4 separate regions of the Zea mays genome follow, and all the other regions are linked to region 1. The links are chromatin contacts, called in public Hi-C maps. All regions are on one chromosome and are shown on one strand. Each heading gives the region's core, a stretch centred on a gene start, on an enhancer-like site or on the middle of the called end of the contact. The rest is flanking DNA. Distances are from core to core; before and after follow the strand shown.

What was found. Hi-C and Micro-C count contacts between places; a contact is called where the count stands out from the background.
Region 2: a Hi-C map of endosperm shows a contact between it and region 1, with 4 times the contacts expected there. The contact joins the promoter of LOC100501719 here to the promoter of LOC103635101 in region 1. A contact is called at or near these places in 2 of 25 Hi-C or Micro-C datasets (ear and endosperm).
Region 3: a Hi-C map of ear shows a contact between it and region 1, with 3 times the contacts expected there. The contact joins the promoter of LOC103635106 here to the promoter of LOC103635101 in region 1. A contact is called at or near these places in 6 of 25 Hi-C or Micro-C datasets (bundle sheath, ear, endosperm and 2 more) and 1 of 3 datasets of contacts at active chromatin or transcription factors (leaf).
Region 4: a contact with region 1 is called in a Hi-C map of endosperm, with 3 times the contacts expected there. The contact joins the promoter of LOC103635100 here to the promoter of LOC103635101 in region 1. A contact is called at or near these places in 6 of 25 Hi-C or Micro-C datasets (bundle sheath, ear, endosperm and 2 more).

The regions. Positions count from the first base shown.
Region 1 is chr8:39,874,508-39,877,904 of Zm-B73-REFERENCE-NAM-5.0, reverse strand. It overlaps LOC103635101 (protein ABC transporter 1, mitochondrial), which reads left to right and starts at 1,838. Exons shown (of 8, transcript XM_020542570.3): 1 at 1,838-2,457; 2 at 2,598-2,826; 3 at 2,947-3,099; 4 at 3,273-3,397. The coding sequence starts at 1,940.
Region 2 is chr8:40,295,034-40,298,430 of Zm-B73-REFERENCE-NAM-5.0, reverse strand. It overlaps LOC100501719 (Dihydrolipoyl dehydrogenase), which reads left to right and starts at 1,529. Exons shown (of 2, transcript NM_001365525.1): 1 at 1,529-1,795; 2 at 2,356-3,397. The coding sequence starts at 2,850.
Region 3 is chr8:40,193,083-40,196,479 of Zm-B73-REFERENCE-NAM-5.0, reverse strand. It overlaps LOC103635106 (craniofacial development protein 1), which reads left to right and starts at 1,723. Exons shown (of 4, transcript XM_008657651.4): 1 at 1,723-1,915. The coding sequence starts at 1,876. LOC101027200 (ubiquitin-40S ribosomal protein S27a-like) reads right to left here and starts at 1,542. Exons shown (of 1, transcript NM_001112002.2): 1 at 756-1,542. The coding sequence starts at 1,456. The coding sequence ends at 989.
Region 4 is chr8:39,601,959-39,605,355 of Zm-B73-REFERENCE-NAM-5.0, reverse strand. LOC103635100 (protein transport protein SEC23) reads right to left here and starts at 1,665. Exons shown (of 5, transcript XM_008657643.4): 1 at 802-1,665; 2 at 1-635. The coding sequence starts at 1,254.

The sequences.
Region 1 (3,397 bases), core at 589-3,088:
AGGTCTGGACACGTGTCGGCTCCGGACCCCCACCTGGGTCTTGATTAAGGCCCGGGTATGTTCTGTCCTAGAACCCTAGGACCCCACTGTGGGTGGCCCGAACCCCATACGGGGGGTCCGGATCCCATTCTAGGGGTCCGGTTCGCACACGTGGAGGTCCTGGGCCAAACTTGGAGGCCTGGACCGTATATATAGGGGTCCGGCACGGGCCCAGCACTCTCCCATGGGGTCCGGACTCACTGTTGATGCCTTGGAGTATATCACTTTCTCTGGACACGTGGCGGCCCCGGACCCACCCATGTGGTGGGGTCAGGCGCTGTTTACTGGCCCAGAGTAGTCACCCGAGGCTGGGGCGAGTCATGGCCTGGTCCCACATACAGCTCTTTTACCACGTGACTAAAGATAGTCGTGTGGGTACTGCGTCTTTATATAGTAGTAAGGGGTACCCTAGTTTCAGGATACCGACAGGTTCCTTGGAACCAAAATCGACATGACCTTTGGGGCACTTGCTAGCAGCCTAATTGGTATATGCCATCTTATGGACAAAAAGATATAAGACTTACAAGGTAAGATTCCGAATTGAATAGATGAGTATGGATGAGTTAACAATAACCTTTTGACAAAAACACATATTTAGGCGATTTTTTTTCTATTGGCTAGATCTGTTCTAGGCTCACGTCCTATAGTTAGCACGACTCGAATACCACTTCTATTACACACGATTTTAAGAACCAAACCGAATTCTCACTATACATGTGCTAGGATTGCAATGACATGCATAGCGTCATCATATAGTGCATATACAAAAAAAACACATTGCTTTATTAATATCGAATAATAACGTTGCAAAATCAATTGTCTTAATGAAATGAATGAATGCGAAAGGACCTCTAGCCTAGTGGTTAAGGCTTTCGAGTAGCACCTCCATGTCTTAGGTTCGATTCCACCCGGGACAAATTTTCGGGCTTGGTGTGGCTCATCGAATAATAACATTACAAAATCCCCTTGTTGTGGCTCATCCACTCTTAGGTTACGATGTCCTATGCGCCACCCTCCGGTTGGGGCATTGCAAAGTGGATGGTTGACGTCGACCCATTAGTGATAGAAAAGCCAAAGTTCGATGATTTTTTCGGTTAGGACCATTATTTCGGTCTTTTCTTAATATGGTGCTGGTTGGGCGATCATTCTTTCCCGACCGAATTTTTAATGAAATGAATAAATTAAAAACACCAATAGATGACTCTACTGCCGTTTCTTATATCAATTAGATATGATCCTCAAGCGCATAGTCTTTTAACCAAGAGTATTCCAGTGTATATAAATCCATAAGGAAGAAGAAATAAAGTAATATAGAATAGATAGAACCGAGCAGTAAAGTAAAACCAGAGTATTCCAAGCTATATATAAAAATATATTCAAATGTTGAATATGTAGTTAAGATAATATCATGTGCATTTACCACATCATTATTATTTGAAGATCGGGTTCCCAATTAATAATTAGTTTATTAGCTGGGTTGGACAACTAAAATCAGCTAAAACTTACAAAAATAGTATTTCTCTCTATCCTTTCAATGTAGTCCGCAGTCTCCACTCCATACTGACCATGCAGGACACTATCAAAAGCTATCAACTAACTTATTAGATGCTGTTTTATTTATGAAATGTAACGTGAATGATAATGATTTACGTTTAATAATGATAATGGTTTACGTTTGAGGCCGGCGGTAGCCATTGTCGTGGAAGCAACTAGACCACTGATGGGCTTCGGCCTAGCTAACAAGCCACGTAGGCGGCCCACAACAAAGTGAAACTTGTGAGGGGCCCAACACCAAGCGGTGCCGTGCCCGTGCGAGTCTCACCGCGCTTGCCCCGCCTCCGCGGACCACGCAGCTCCGCTCTGGTTCCTGGTCCAGGGGCCTTCCACGCCTTCCCTTTCCATGGCGTCCAGGGATCTCCGGCGCCTGCTCGACGGTGTCGCCCTCGTCGCGCGCGAGGCCACGCGGGGTACCTCCCTGCGTGATGTCCTCAGGTCTGCGCTCCTTGCCACCACCGACCTCGCCGGCCTCACCAGAGGCACCCCGCGCCGTCCGCCGCACCCTCCAGGCGCAGGACCGCTGCCCGCCACCGAATCCTCCCGCCCCTCCTCCGTCGTGTACTTCTCCCACGATGAAGCCACGGCGTCGCCGCAAGATCATGCACTGGAGCGTCCGCCGCCAGCGCAAGAGGCCCCGCACCCCGCGCGGACGCAGGAGACCGTCCGAACTGGTACAACCGCCTCCGTTGCAGCCGAACCTGCTGCCGTCGCGGCGGACAGGCCCGAACCTGCGGCACCTCCTCCCGATCCCTCGCCTTTGCCCCAACAGGCGCCCCCTTTGGCCTCAGCGGCGCCTGGGGAGAAGAGGAGGCGGCTGCGGGAACGGAAGGTTCCATCCACGCCCTTCACCAGAGCACTCGGGTACGGTATTGAACTCACATCCATCTCAACTGAAATTTAAAATAATGCACGTTTGTTTCAGTTTGAGTCTGCTCATCTGAATTGGAGATGATGAATGATTTGTGTCTTTTTTTTTTTGGTGATGTGCCGGTACAACTAAGGTTTGCAGGACTGGGCGCCGGGTTAGCGTGGGGCACTGTTCAGGAGTCGGCCCGTCGGGTAATGTATGGCACCCCGGTGGACACAGAGGGCAAGCGATCAGCGCTCTCCCCATTCTTGTCTGATCAGAATGCCGAGCGTGTTGCACTTGCGCTCTGCAGGATGCGGGGAGCAGCGCTCAAGGTGGGGCAGATGCTGAGCATCCAGGACGAATCCCTTGTACCTCCGCCGGTAGGATCTTAATTTTGATGCCACAGTTTTAGTCCATCCTTTTGCTTAATGCTTCGTTTGCCATAGCCTTGTGATGTCCACCAAGTGTATTCAAATTGATCTTTGACCAACTTAATGTAGGTGTTAGCAGCTCTTGATATTGTTCGTCAAGGTGCTGATGTTATGCCAAGGAAGCAGCTAAATTCAGTCCTTGATGCCGAGCTTGGTCCTGACTGGTCCTCCAGGTTGAGGAGTTTCGACTATGAACCGCTAGCTGCAGCTAGCATTGGCCAGGTTGGTTCAGCAGCGAAAGTTGCCCTACCTATGTAAAAAATCCACCAATTGTGAAATTTGAGCATTTATCTTAGCACTCTATTATACTAAGTATGTTGTTGTGTGCTGCTCTCTCTGTTAAAGTGTTAAGCATATCCTTTATTTATATATCATTTCTTTTTTCTTTCAACCAGGTCCATCGAGCAGTTTTGAAGGATGGATCAGATGTTGTCATGAAAATACAATACCCTGGGGTTGCAGATAGTATAGAAAGTGATATTGAGAATGTTAGGCTACTTCTAACTTACACAAATCTCAT
Region 2 (3,397 bases), core at 280-2,779, 420 kb before region 1:
TGAAGGGGTACGATCAATCGTAGACATCAATAATCGAATCAATTCAATATATCTTCCGTTCCTTTACTTTTTGCCCTAGGAGTAGCCAGTAACGTAGCCTTCTTCATCTCAATCTTTACCTCTCTTCGACTCTACGTCATCTTGGGTGGTCTGCCAATCATAAGACAAACCCTAGGATCTCTCCTCCCTGACGGGGTCCCTCCCGAGAGGTGAGATCCAGGTGCTGTTGGCGAACGCCGTCGCCCCTGCGCACACGCGGACTGTCCGACCACTAGACGCAGACCGTCCGACTCGACGCAGAGAAACCCGCTCCTATCGCTAGGTCGCGGACTGTCCGATCCTGCGCCATGGACCGTCCACGCTGCTGCATAGAGCCTAGCAAGCAAAACAACTCCTAGTGATTGGCGCCCGGATCGATGCCAACAGTATCATAGACTTTAATATGTACCACGTAGGATATGTTGCTGATGTGGCATGTGAGTCAAAGAGGTGAGAGAATAAAGCGATATCATGTTGAGATACCACTCTGGCATGATATCATAGACATTAAAATCAGAACCATCTAAGTAGCCTACAATTCATACTTTCGTACATATCTAGCATTTAATTGTCTTGTAGGAGGTATAAAATAATGTATAATACTATGTATTGGAACAATTATATATTCTATAGTAGCATATGATATGGTGCAAGAAACCATGGGTTTGGAATAGCCTTAGGGCATGTTTGGAAGCACCCAGTTTTTACGAAACTGATTTATGAAACTGAGGTGGTTCCAAATATACCAGTTTATGTCTCAGTTTATAGAAACTGGATTCTTGGTTTCTTAAAAACCAAGAAGCTAACATCCCTTGCTAAAACTAGTTTATGAAAACTGAGGTGGTTATAAATACCATTAACTAGTTTTTTATAAACCAATTTATAGAAACTGGATTCTTAGAGCCGTGTTTGGAAGCAACTTAGGTGCTGTTTGGTTCACATAATTGTAACGTAATAGGTAACGGATAACGTTAAATCATGTTTGTTTTAGTCCAACCGTAATCAGATACCACGCTATAATTTGATACCAGCTTATTCAAATTTGTTACCGCCAGTAATCGAGCCGAAACCATTACCATTACCATTTGCGTTACATTTTTTGAACCAAACAGCACCTTAGTTTTTAAGAATCCAGTATCTACAGTTTCTAGAAACTAGTTTATGCAAAAAAATTGGTTAATGATATTTGAAACTATCACAGTTTTTATAAATTAGCATTAGCTAGGAGAGGCTAGCTTCCAGATTTTTAAGAATCAGTTTCTATAAACTTTTATAAGGCACAAATATATATTTAGAACTATATCAATTCCATAAACTAGTTTTTTAAAAACAGGTGCTTCCAAGGCCCTTGGTTGCTTTCCTTTTTGCTTTTGCTTCCTCCGTTCCATTTCCCCACGCCCACCCCCTCTTCTTCCCATCTCAACTCTCTCCCTTCCTCCCTCTCTCTCCAGCGCACAAGGATCTTTTCTTCGGGCAGGGACGGCCAAGGAAGCGCCCGCGGAGAGAGATGATGCTGGCGATCCTAGCGAGGCGGCGTGCCGCGGAGGCCGTGCTGCGGCGGCCGCAGGCGGCCTTGTCCGCCTGGAGGGCGTACGCGGCGGCGGGCGAGGAGAGCGATGTGGTGGTGGTGGGTGGCGGGCCCGGAGGGTACGTGGCGGCGATCAAGGCCGCGCAGCTGGGGCTCAAGACCACCTGCATCGAGAAGAGGGGCACCCTCGGCGGGACCTGTCTCAACGTCGGATGCATTCCATCCAAGGTGATGCCCTAGCTCGCCGTCTCCCTCTCCTGCCCCCATTGCTGTACTACACCAATCTCTTTGTTGCTACGTGATGTATGACTTTGGGTGTTAGATCTGTCAGAGTCTGAGAATCGCGGTTGATTTGGGGCTACACTAGGTCATATGGCGGTGAACCTAACCTGTTAGGCCCTTGATGATGCTGTTGTTTGGGCGTGTGCTTTAACCAGCGGATAAAGTTGGTGATCCTGAGAGCTTTTTACACTGCTATTAGGATTTCAGAAGCAGTTTCACAGCATTAGTTGTCAAATACTGTGTCCCTCTGCACGCGTGATTGCACATAAATTTTTGTTCAAAATATATGTGAATTATTGGTATTAATTATGAACCAGTCTCCTGTTATGCTTAAAAGTGTTCAGTTTGTCTCTGCTTCTGTTTCCATCCCGAATCTTGTGCGAGATATTGTATTAAGTGCTTGTTTATGTGTGTTTCTTTGAAATTTGGTTTGTTGGCGTCTCCTTGGTGATATTTTTTAGTACAGCATCATTGAAGTTGCCGGTATTGTTTTGTGTACATCACAGGCATGAACAAATATTTTGGCAACTTGGCTACCTTCATGGAAAAATGACTGGCCGTATTTTGGCAACCTGGCTACCTATGCAGTGCAGCATAAATGGAAGCGCTTTGTCTTCCCCGCTTTTTACTTGCTGTAGAGTATTGTTCATGTCTATGTGTTGAGTATCTTATATTTGTATTGGAGACAAGCTCCTTAAAGACATGTAAGTTGATAGTTTTCATGAGATCATCCAGCGACATTCTTCATTTTTATGGTATAAGTGGATTACATGGGATTTAGATTTCTTGGTTAGAGGCTTCCATTCATTCAATAACTCGAATGTAAGATTTATATTGTAGTATCTCCTGGGATCATCAACCTAGTAATGTTCATTTCATTTTTTTGGGATTTGAGATGAGCATATTTGATATTGGATTTATACACTGTTTACTTCAGCCAAATGACATTATGACCATTTTCGTTTAGGACACTTCCGATTTTATCCATGCTTTACAATACATGTTTCAGGCTCTTCTGCATTCATCACATATGTACCATGAAGCAAAGAGTTCTTTTGCACATCATGGAGTAAAGTTTTCAAATCTGGAAGTGGACCTCCCAGCCATGATGGCTCAGAAAGACAAAGCTGTGGCAGGACTAACAAAAGGAATTGAAGGGCTCTTTAAAAAGAACAAGGTGACTTATGTTAAAGGCTTTGGAAAATTGTCATCCCCCTCAGAAGTGTCAGTTGACTTGATTGATGGTGGTAGCACTGTTGTCAAAGGCAAAAACATAATAATTGCAACTGGGTCTGATGTAAAATCACTTCCAGGAATAACAATTGATGAGAAGAAAGTTGTTTCATCTACTGGTGCACTGTGCTTGTCAGAGATCCCGAAGAAACTGGTGGTAATTGGAGCAGGTTATATTGGCCTTGAGATGGGTTCAGTCTGGAACCGCCTTGGTTCAGAGGTCACTGTTGTTGAATTTGCGCCAGATATAGTACCATCAATGGATGGCGAAGTCAGGAAGCAGTTCCAACGCATGCTAGAAAAACAAAAGTTCAA
Region 3 (3,397 bases), core at 474-2,973, 320 kb before region 1:
TGCATGGATGCGGACAAATGCAGAACATTTGAAAATAGTACTTCCTAACAAAAAAAAACCGGTTCAGAATCCATCCTGGTTCAGAATCCATCCTGCTAACTTTTGAACAAGGTTCTGAACGCATCTGATTTCGTTTACCAGAAGATAGGGGGGGCACTGTTTGGATATCAACTTCTAGCTATTGAGTTCCTATTTTAGTTTTTAACTTTACTGAGTGTGTAATGTTGCTTCAGATGTGACAAACGCAAAGGCATTTTTTTTTGGGAGGGGGTTCACTTGAGACCATTAGATTCATTTATACTTTGCCCCTTACTAAGTAGAGATTCACTCACTGACGAACTATGTTTCGTACATATTAATGTTTTTCGTTCCAAATGTTATTTTAAAGGTCACCCACTTGGTCATTTTCGAACTCATATCCATGACTTTAGTCCTCATGATAAATATTGCTGATGCTACCAAACGCTTATGTGCTCTTGACTTTTATGTTATTGCCTTAGACCTCTAAAAAAAATTGTGCACCTGGTTCTTAATTCAGACATAATACTTATGTACAATTTAAGATCTCACAGACGATTTTGACATCGCGGCGCGCGGCATACACTATTTAAACAAAAGACATGATAGTAACCAGAAGCAGCACCGTTTTGCAAGCATACGACGATACGAGTCATCACATGCTAAACAAAACGAATAGCGACATGTATCCGATCGATTGCACACAGTAATTCGCAAATTAATTCAGGGGCCGAGAATGGCATCATAAAAACATAGTACAAGATTAATTCAAAAACCATTCGAATTCAACAGTGCTTGACAGGACCCATAACAACATGATATAATTAAACCCAAACTACGCGTCGCCAAAAGAGATACAGGTGTTCTGTTCCAAGAAACTACTACCATTGCAACAAAACAAAACAAAGCAAAAAGGATTATCACCTAGCAAGACTTCCCATTTTCCTTCCCGACAGAAAGGAGGGGCATCCTACGCCTGCTGGTTGTAGACGTAGGTGAGGCCACACTTACCGCAGTAGTGGCGGTCGAAGTGGTTGGCCATGAAGACCCCCGCGCCGCACTCGGCGTTGGGGCACTCCTTGCGGAGGCGGGTGACCTTGCCGGTGGCGTCGTCAACCTTGTAGAACTGGAGCACGGCCAGCTTCACCTTCTTGTGCTTGTGCTTGATCTTCTTGGGCTTGGTGTACGTCTTCTTCTTGCGCTTCTTGGCGCCTCCCCTGAGGCGGAGCACCAGGTGCAGCGTCGACTCCTTCTGGATGTTGTAGTCGGCGAGGGTGCGGCCATCCTCGAGCTGTTTGCCGGCGAAGATGAGGCGCTGCTGGTCCGGCGGGATGCCCTCCTTGTCCTGGATCTTGGCCTTCACGTTGTCGATGGTGTCCGAGGACTCCACCTCCAGCGTGATGGTCTTCCCCGTCAGGGTCTTCACGAAGATCTGCATCTTGGCAACCGCGCACTTCTCCGGCGGCGGCCGCCCTAACCTAAGGTGGCGCTGGTTCTCGCCTGCGGCGGCGGGATGGGGCTGTGTGTGTATGGGCGGAGGCTAGGGTTCAAGAGGGGAGAGATGATTCTTTTATAGCTCGGGTCGGGTGCTCTCTCCCACTGGATCCAAAAGGATTTGGATCGGACGGCACATATGGGCCTCCTGTGATGAGAGTTGGGCCGCATGCGCTTCATTTTCTAATCCCTTTTGTGTTCCCCCGGAGGTTGGTTTGGGCCTCGTAACTTTTGTGCCCCAGTTCGTTTATCCTCTCCTCTCTCTTTCTCTGTCTTGCTGCGGCGACACCTCCGCTTCCGCCGGCCGAGTCCCGAGCGGAGCCGAAGCAACAACCGCCGGGGAGGCGAGGGATTGATTCGGAGATGGCGTCAACTAGCTCTATAGGCGACGTGGGAGCCTCAGGTACTAATCCCCAAACAAATATTGGATGCATGGAATGCTTTTGCTTGGTTGAATCCATGGAATTGCAGTTCCTCGCAGGTAAAAAAAATGGAAAGGGAGATGACAAGTTAGTTGGTGCGCTCCTTGTGGGATTTGCGCGTCCAATTCCACCTTGAGTGCAGGGATCTTCCTCTCTGTAATTTGTAACATGTATGTGTGTGCTGGGTATCGCAGTCCTGTACGGCTCCTGATAAGATTACTGTTCGTTACTTGCTTTCCCTTGTACAGTGGCTGCATTAGGATTAGATAATGCATATGGTCAAACCTTGCCATTAGATTGTTAACAGCGTACCTACAGTTTGTCCTACCATGGATGTGAAAGTACTCCTTTTCATGCTTCAGCTCCACCGCTCCGGGACAAAGAGGATTGTTGATAGGACAAGTCTGCAGTTTTACCTCTTCAGATACGATGACTAATTTATGCAAGGCGCTTAATTAGGATGAGATAACAGCCTGAAATGCATAAACAGGCCCCTGGGTTTGTGGGATGCATTGCAAGATGGTTATGTTGGAACATGCAGTTCATTTTTTGTTTTGTCCCTCGAGAACATGTTTGTAAGGGTTCTGACCTTTTAGCACTTAGTCCTGTTAACTTCACCATTCCTTTCTCACAGATGGAGAGAGTAAACCATTTGTGTAGCCAGCACAAGAATAAGAAACAACACAACTCCCTATTTAGGGGGTGTTTGGTTTCTAGGGACTAATTTTTAGTCCCTACATTTTATTCTATTTTAGTTCCAAAATTGCTAAATATAGAAACTAAAAATATATTTTAGTTTCTATATTTGGCAATTTATAGACTAAAATGGAATAAAATGAAGGGACTAAACATTAGTCCCTAGAAACCAAACAGCCCCTTAGAATAAAAAACCAATTAAAAGATTTGATCAGATAACTTCCAGTAGAATCAGTTTTGACCTCCAAGCTACTTGAGCGTGGTGACCTTTTGTTATCAATCTAGGGTTACGGAGGTAGTACGAGCGGTAAGTTTGGGGTCTAGGACTAGGACCCCGACACTTGTCGCCAGGCTGTTGGCTGGGGAAGCGTGGCACTGTTCACATGGATGAGTAGCACCAGCGCTGGACAGTGCTACAGTACTCGCGGTACCGTTCAATGGGTGACCTGCGAGGGGTTTGAGGGTAACGGCTAGGTTTAGGGGCGCTGGGAGGCCGGCCGCAGGGATTTCCCCACGTCCGGCAAGAGAGAAGGGATTTCTTTTTAATCTCTTGCTTATCTTCAATTGATACAATCCCTCTCCTTATATAGAGAGGGTTACTTGATCTCTAAACACTAGATCTAATCTTATATCTAATTCTAATTTTATTCTAAACTAGCTTTATCTTTATCTAACCAACCTAAGTGCGTGCTACAGTACCACCGTCACTGTAGTGGCCCTCTTGGGCCCTGACACCTTTGTATAGTGCAATTTTGCTACTCGTGAAA
Region 4 (3,397 bases), core at 416-2,915, 270 kb after region 1:
GAGAATATTGTGTGTGCAACAGGTAGCGAAGCATGTATAGGAGACAGGTAAACACCTGTCCCATAGATTAGGGCCTTCAAAGACTCATGGGTAGGCGACTTGTTTCCAGGTAGCACATCCGCTGACACTGCTGCCCCCTCTGAGAAATCATACACTGAGACAGTTCTCCCATAGGTGATTATTCCTATCTTTGCGGTAGGAGGGAGCGAATCCACAAAGGCATGCAAGGAGCCCTGAAGATGCTGCAGGTGCGCCTCATCGAGGCATTCATCTATGAGGATAAAAATGGGGCCGGACACCCTCGTGTCAGACACTGGGACAAAGCCTGGACGCCTGTTCCCCACCTGCACATAATCCACAGTCGTGGATGCAAGCTCTGGCCACTGGAGCAGGTCCTGCTTGCTGGAGACAACGAATTCCCCCTCGCTGCCATTGAGCTTCTTGCAAATGACGCATTGCCACTGCCCGGAGCCGATCTGGACATCACAGTACAAGTTCACATAGGCGCCACAGTTCAGGCAACGGCGTGGATCACGCTCCACAACCTCTGGGCCAGGTGACACCTCCTTCCCTGGAGAAACCAGAGCTCCGAACCCCAAGCTAGGGGCATTGAGCAGCTTCTTCTGCTTCAGAACCTAGAATAGCAAAAGGCAAACCAGAATCAACGCTGGCTTCCAAAACCATGTAAATGGGTGTGCGGGTGGAGGCATGCTTTGTATCCATGAACGAATTTGTGATCTGATCGAAATGGCACTGTGCTTATTTGTACACACCACAGTTGAGATGTAGAAGGGCGTTCACCTTGTTTGCGGAGAACTGTACATAGGGACTGTCGAGGCCGTCTCCCTGGATTGATGATGGCGCAGGGGCATGGTCCCCGTGAAGCGTGGCAGCGCCGTTGAGAAAGTGCGGCGCTGATGAGGTGGGGAGGGAGGCGGTGGTAGCGGCAGTGGCGGAGGAGGACGAGGAGTAGCCCCCCGAAGCGGCGAAGGACACGGGGTGGGGAGAGGCCGGGGTGGCGCGGAAGGGCACGGCCGCAGGGCGCAGCGGCGAGGAGAAGACGGGCGGGCCGGGTGGCGTGCTGAGGTGCGGCAGCGCGTGGCCGGGCCCCGAGCCGGGGCTGGGCGTGCCCCGCGCGGCGGCGAGGCCTGGAGAGAAGACGCGCGGCGGCGGTGTGAAGGGCGCCGAGGCGAACGGAGGAGACGCGTGCGCCGGCGGCGGCTGCGGGCGCTGCCCCGGCGGCGTCTCCTCCATGCCGGCCGCGCTGGCTGCGGATCCGGTGGCGGCGTGCGGATCTGGAGCGGAGGGATGGGATCGGGGAGGAGGAGCACGGGATGGGACAATTTGAGATCCGGACGTGGAATGCGACGAGGAGGAAGGAAGAATTGCTGGAGATGGAAGATGTGCTTCGGTGACACCGGATTTGCGCCGCTCGGGTTAATCGAAATCGACGTCACTACGGCTGGACCTCGGCTTCCTATTGGTCGGGGCTCGGGGCTCGCGGGTTTTCTGTCTACGAGAAGAGCAGATTAGTAGAAATGCTTGCGGCCCGACGGCGCGGGTAGGCCGGCTGGGTTCCTACCGTTTGCAAATGCAGCCAGGCAGGGAAGCTGGTTCAACTCTGGACTCTCGAGGCGGGAGGGTGGAGGCACCAGGGATGGCAGCAGGTCGGATAAAGTGCGAGTAAGTTATTTATTCGTCCGCCAATATATTCGCGTCCCTAGTGTTTACCCGTGCTCGTGAGAGCTTGCGGGTAAAATTTTCGCCCCGTACCTGTACTCGCCAGAAAATACCATACGAGTATGTGGTCATATTCATTTCACCAAAAACATCAACAACTTGACAGACATAATATATTGGCAAGAAATATAGTTCAAACTTCAAAGTCCACAAACACGATCGATCATCCACAAATATAAGTCTCAAACATAAGTCGACAAACATAATCGACTAGGATGTAGCCTGTGGGCCGGTGGCATGGGGATATTTTGACGGGCTAGTAAATTAAGCGGATGAGTAATACCTGCGGGCGAAATTTTATATCCGTCAATTACCCGCGAGTGAGAAGTGTTGCTTGTATCCTTACCCGTGGGCGAGATTTCTTACTCGTATACATGACCATCGGGTACGAAACCCGCGAATACACGTGCCCGCGGGCAGAATTGCCATCCCTAGGAGGCAACAACGCCTTGCTTTCTGTGTGCAATGCAAAATGTAACACAAGTCGTCGCGGTTAGGTATTTATAGGTAATGGAGCGAATTGTTGGGTTCCAAATATCATTAAACATTCGATTATCTGCTACATTATGAGAATATTTACCTCAATAGGGTTAACAGAGTTGTAAGGTACATTAACCTAAACATACTATAGAATCAAAGGGGCTTACAGGCTAACCCTGCGCTAAAATATGATTAATTGTAGCCGGATAAGTCTGATCAAAGTATGATCGAGGTCGTGTTTGTCCTTCGCTCTAACACTAGCCCCGAGGGATCAGTTCAATTTGGTGAGCTGGTCTCAAAATCTGTTTTCAGAAGATGGTCAAACCATACCCTCGATCAAAGTTTGAAGTGGCCTCGAGTGGTGTTTCGTAGTGTGATCGTTGGGATGTGGCATTGAGATATTTGATGTTTTACTATGTGTTCAGCACTAAATTGAGCTGGCGGACGGTCCGGCCCTGAGGTCAGACGGCCCGCGGTCCGGACGGTCCGCGCCTGTGGGCCGGACGGTCCGCGCGTGCGCAGAGCAGTTTAGGGTTCCGAGTTTTGTGCTACGGTTGTTAGCTAGATTTACGGAATTAGCTCGGAATGTATTACGTGTGTTACCCCCTAATTCAACCTCGTGCGAAGGAAAATTTGCTATACTAGATTTATCAAATGCACGTACTAGTCTCCTATAATCATTTTGCATACCCCCTATGATATTCTGCATTTGTTCTTGCTGTTCATCTACATAATTCTTAAGAGATTGTAGCTCGTTTGTATTACTTACATTGGGGATATCTGGTGTGGGTCGGAGCGAAGCCGGATCCGTCGCCCGTTGTCGGACGACTTTATTGTTCCTGTTCACCTTGAAGTTGGCCAGGAACTTTGCTCTCGCCTCTTGAATCAGCTGCTCCTTATGCTCCTTGAACTGGAGCTGTTCGTCAGCCGGCAAGGTTTCCCAAGTCGACTCTATAATGTTGCTGGGGGAGACTTCAGAACAATCCCTTGAACCGGCCATTGAGGGCCAATTTGATGGGTCTAGACGTGTTGACCCCAGCGGAGTCGCCAAAAAGTATGTTGACACCTTTTTAGAGCGCCAATCACTCAACACGAACCAACAGCGGTGCTCTCTGCTCAGAGGAGCCCCCCTCCTCTATAAATAGAGAGGTATACGGCCGATTTGGAGGAATCAATC